Regions from separate parts of the Bombyx mori genome. Here region 1 is linked to region 2. The links are chromatin contacts, called in public Hi-C maps. All regions are on one chromosome and are shown on one strand. The core of a region is the stretch at or near the end of the contact, and the rest is flanking DNA. Distances in the headings are between cores, read along the strand shown.

Region 1 (2,700 bases), core at 14-2,513, 35 kb before region 2:
AGGAGCCCATAGACATCTACAACGTAAATGCCGCCACCTACCTTGAGATATGAGTTCTAAGGTCTCAGTATAGTTACAACGGCTGCCCCGGCCTTCAAACCGAAACGCATTTCTGATTCACGGCAGAAATAGACAGGGTGGTGGTACCTACCCGTGGGGACTCACAAGAGGTCATACCACCAGTAATTACGCAAATTATAATTTTGCGGGTTCATTTTTATTACATTTTTGAGATGAGCCTAGGAAGCTTAGTCATCTGTAATTCTGTCCCAGGGCGGATGTCGAGAACACGTGTAAACTCGTTGCGTTTCAGTGTCGCGAGCGAGCGAGCCGCGCCCCCCGAGCGGCCGCCCCTACATCCCCGCCGAGCCGCGCGAGCTGCGTCTGGGGCACGCCGTCAAGTTCATCACCCCGCAGGGACGGGTCGCCGTCGGACGCGTCCGGTGAGTACCTCCCCTCGCACCTCCCCCTCCCATCTCCCCCAGGCAACACACGAAGGAATAGTATTGTGCAATAAAACGTGGAGTAAAGGCGGACAACAACAGGTCGAGGTCACGCACGCACGAACCTTCTCAGCAGTACAAACAAACAAACGGCTTATAACCCTAATAGACCGTAGAAACGATAAATTATAATACTGTTATGCCGGTAAGAGTAACTCCATCTATCGCCGAATAGTCAAACGAGCACCAGCACCTAGAACGCTCGAGAGGTACAACGCCATCTATTTTCAGATATCGGAAACAAGACTAGAGATGTGTGGAATATTGTCGATAATTCTAGGGATGAGGTATCGACTATAAAAGCGTTGCAGGGATGGTACGCAGTCAGTAAGTAATCGGAACTACTCGAAGCGAAACAGCGAACGGATCACCTCAAGCGAATTGAGAGTTTTAAAGTGTTTGTGAAGTGTTTAAGTGTTCTAAGTGTTGAATACAGTTTTAAGTTGTACTTTAGTGACATTTTATTTATCCCGAACCCCAGCGCGTAACAGTATAAATAAGGACAAGAGGATGATGATGAGCACATATTATTTGCGGGTAGACTGGAGCTGAGTGACCATAGTCACGTTATGATCGACTGTTGGGAACGGATTTTTGTTATATTCAGTGTTCGTGTACAGGTACGTGGGTATAGCGGGCGGCGCGTCCTCCGTGACGGTGGGGGCGGAGCTCCAGTGCGCGGGGCCTCCGCACAACGACGGCACGGTGCGGGACCGCCGCTACTTCCTGGCGGCGCCGCGACACACCGCCGTCTTCGTGCCCTTCTCGAAGGTCGTCATGGCCTGGGCCAACTAGGTAACGCGCACCGGCCCAGTGCTGGGATACGATATGAACGTTTGCCCAATCGCGCTATTCGCTTTCTAGTTAACATTTTAGTGCAATGGTAGGCAGCGGCTTGGCTCTGCCCCTGGCATTGCTGACGTCCATGAGCGACGGTGACCACTTACCATCAGGTGGGCCGTATGCTCGTCTGCGTACAAAGGCAATAAAAAAAAATCCGATTAGTTTATAGAATTCTATAATGGCAACACCAGCGTGGGAGAGTATTATGTACAGCCTCCAAAGCGTCAGCACCATATTTGAGGTCGTCAGCGCATAAGTGGCCTAGACCGCAATTTTCATATTCATGCTTATACTATACTGCAATTTATTTAAAACATAAATAAATTTTGATGCAAAACCGGCATACGCATAGTTTCACACATAAATAACAGATGGATTTGTAAATATTGTTTTTGCCTACAAAGTAGTGTAAAAGTAAATTTAAACCTCATTATCTCCATGCGAACTTCTGCGCTAACGGCCTCGTTTTTTATATCCCATTTAAGCACACGACATAAACTTCCTTTTTCGCTTCTAAAAATGAGGCTTGTATAGTCCAGCGTCGCCGTAGATATGTGGTGCTCAAAGATTAAGTCCTCTTCTTATTATTTTCAGAACTACTCGAGGCATCATCACAAGTTATACAAAAACATTCATGGTTTGATTAATGCATCTCTACGAAGCTTGAACTATGATGTTAAATTCAACTAGACGTCGCAGTGAATGAGGTACTCACTTTTGATAAACTTGGATCTAAAGGAGGAGAAACGTTTACGAATGTTAATATGTGTTCTTTTTTGTTTTAACGAAAATGCAGTATTACTGGTAGTGACTAATATATTTTAAAGAAAAACGATCAGATTGTCAGTTTTTGTTGTCAAGGAATAAATCAGCGCCGAATTGCCTTTGCCAGACAAAAAACCACAATTATCTTATAGAGCATCTTCTTTTTTTAGTCTAACACTTTTCTCATTGATTGTACTCGGCTTGTGATATTTTGAGACGCTTAGCTGTAGTACGCGAAGGTACCTAAGTGGATATAAGTCAGGGGTTCCCAAACTTATTTTGTCTTCTGCCCACTTTGTACACAAAAAATATTTTTTAGCGCCCCCTTTTTTTAATCTACTTAAAAACTACTATAGCTCATTCGGTGTGTAAGAGTCCTCCTAGATGAAGTCACAAATCACCTCCAAAGCCTCTACACAACGCCCCTTTTTTTTTCTGGGTGTCTTACCGCCCTCCTTTACGCCTGCAGCGTCCACAAAGGGGCGTTATCGCCCACTTTGGGAAAGGCTGAGGCTGATATAAATGAAAATGTTCGTAAACATTGCTTTCTGTTGTTTATGAATCGTTGTTACTCTATATTGAGAAAATT
Region 2 (2,700 bases), core at 16-2,515:
GCATTCAATGCCATTATAAATATAAGTTATAAGTTGCACTTTATTTGGTATTTCACTTTAGTGCTTTAATCTCACGTTATCGTTCGTTACCGCCAAATCTGTAAAATACTCAACACAACACAACATTCGAAATTAATGCAATTAATAAATTTGAGAAATAAACACACACATACATATTTATGTGTGTGTGTGTGTGTCTGTATTTCTTAATACTTTATCATATATTATTCTGTATTCTTTTTTCAATCGGTAAATACAGCGCGGTTAATTTATTTCCTATGATATTTTTTTGTATACCTGATGGAAGTTATCGCTATTAGCGATAAGATCGTCCATTGCACTTTTGTATTTAAAGTTTTACGAAAGCAAAATAATTTTTTTTATTTTATTTAGGTGTACAATAACAACTACTCTATTCTACTCTACATTTTGAGTACTAATAATAGGGCTCCCTAATACGTTTTACTGATGTAAAATCTAAAGTTAAATTTACATAACTGATCATCGTCACAAGTGATAACTTTGAGTAAACGGTTCGCGAACGTTTCTAAAGGTAAATATTTAATAATTTGTACAGTGAGAGCGTAATGCCTTAAGCGGCGCACCGTGTCCACGGTCTTACTATTGTAGAGTTAGAGAATAATATCAAAACGTTTACACACTAAAATTACATGGAACGTTTGTTCTCAAAGGAAAGTACGGTTTTGAAATCGTGAAACGGACTTGAAGAAAGGAAATATATTTTTCCTTTCTATGTCGATTCGTAACTGGGGTTCAACCGTTGGATTTATTAGTCACCTTTTGGATAAGTCGATTTGTACGATCTAAGGCAAGTTTATGGTACGGTCTACGTGTGCATATGTCTTCTAGGTCTTCTGTTCTATTGACAGTCAGCATTACATTACCGCTTAGTAAACTAGACTAGGCTTAGTCTGACTAGAGTATTACGAGGTCCAGGTTCGATACCTTTTTTTGGCCTGTGGAACGAACCTCCTAGGTTGACCTCTGAACGATCCGCAGATGTTGGTGCTAAGGATGGTATTTAGGGATCTACCCAATAAATAATTCATCTGCATTCGTCCCAGCGTTCGATCCCCCCGAGATCAAAACCCGAGCGGGCTGAGGGAGTTACCGCGGTTAACACTGCAACTAGATACGCGTCTCACTCCGAGAACGCTCGACTGACGGAATCTTCCAGGCGAAACGTAGGCTTTAGACCGTCTGACCTTCTAGGTACGGCAACCCCTTAGGTCGTGCAGGTGATGCCGCTGGATACTCTACATGATCAGAATCAGCTTGCCGGGGCGATACGCGATACACAGCCAACCGGTCGCTCTTACAATGTTACTCCTTAGCGGCGCGCTGGAGTCATGTTCGATTCCTGGGTCATCATATTCTTTGAGACATTTATGATCACTTCTGGTTCTTGTTTTTTTTTTTTTTTTTTTATTGCTTAGATAGTTGGACGAGCTCACAGCCCACCTGGTGTTAAGTGGTTACTGGAGCCCATAGACATCTACAACGTAAATGCGCCACCCACCTTGAGATATAAGTTCTAAGGTCTCAGTATAGTTAAAACGGCTACTCCACCCTTCGAACCGAAACGCATTACTGCTTCACGGCGGAAATAGGCGGGGTGGTGGTACCTACCCGTGCGGACTCCCAAGAGGTCCTACCACCAGTAATCTTGTCTTATTAGTGTTTTCGGATTTCTCATAGTGAGAAGTAACGATAGTCCATGGAAGATTTTTCCTGCTTGCGTAGGCAGAATTAGTTAGTGGCAGTAGTTAGTAGATCTTAACGCAGTCGGCGGTGGATTTGGTTCGACTGACTGACCTTCAGCTAGAATCCGCCGTCATACAGCTCTGCTGTATTTAGGTGTGTGAGTGGGCGAGATCATCATCATCATCAGCCTGCGGCAGTCCACTGCTGGACATAGGCCTCCCCCAAAGCTCGCCACTGAACTCGATTTTCGGTTCTACGCATCCAGTTACTGCCAGCTGCCTTGCGCAGTGGGCGAGATGGTATTGTTATATTCCATCCTTTCCCTTTTCCTTACTAGAAACAAACACAAAAAAGGATCCGAACCCGGACGTATCTGACTCCCCGGGAGATGTCCCGTCAAACAGTGAAATATACCCACTTAATGTACGGACATTCACAATTTCACTCTATATGGACGGCCATATAGAGTGAAATTAACCACAATATGCTCCTAATTTTAAAATAAGTAAATACTCCTACAACGCGTTTCCTATAACGCGGAACTAACCTATCGTGTTATAGAGAGATGGCTGTACTTATTAAAATTCACAACACGAAAGTTTTGCATGGGTCAATGATATATCACTGAGCATTTGAATATTGAAGTGCAAAGACCTTACTGGTGGTAGGACCTCTTGAGGTAGGTACCACCACCCTTGCCGATTTCTGCCGTAAAGCAGTAATGCGTTTCGGTTTGAAGGGCGTGGCAGCCGTGCGTGGTAACTATACTTGAGACCTTAATGGGTGGCGTATTTACGTTGTAGATGTCTATGGGCTCCAGTGGGTCGCGCCATTAGATTGTCTAGGAAAAAACAAAGGGAAACAAATCAAATTGATTAAATATTGCGGTCACAGCAAAGCGTGACAACTGTTACTGCCGCTTCAGTAATCGAGAAACAATCACGGTCGGAAGTTACGTAAATTCGTTACAGATAA

The links. A called contact is a pair of places that touch in the nucleus more often than the background predicts.
Region 1: a Hi-C map of whole pupa shows a contact between it and region 2, with 1.6 times the contacts expected there. The contact joins two enhancer-like sites. A contact is called at or near these places in 2 of 7 Hi-C or Micro-C datasets (both in whole pupa).

The regions. Positions count from the first base shown.
Region 1 is chr3:3,240,799-3,243,498 of ASM3026992v2, reverse strand. It overlaps LOC101741433, which reads left to right. Exons shown (of 12, transcript XM_004926267.5): 10 at 314-443; 11 at 1,124-1,298; 12 at 1,941-2,700. The coding sequence ends at 1,298. Among protein-coding and RNA genes, the nearest start is that of LOC101741433, 9.2 kb to the left of the region's middle. Within about 2 kb of position 1,263, at least 3 of the 8 cell types and tissues checked have open chromatin away from gene starts, as enhancers often do.
Region 2 is chr3:3,205,341-3,208,040 of ASM3026992v2, reverse strand. No RefSeq gene overlaps it. Among protein-coding and RNA genes, the nearest start is that of LOC101737397, 18 kb to the left of the region's middle. Within about 2 kb of position 1,265, at least 3 of the 8 cell types and tissues checked have open chromatin away from gene starts, as enhancers often do.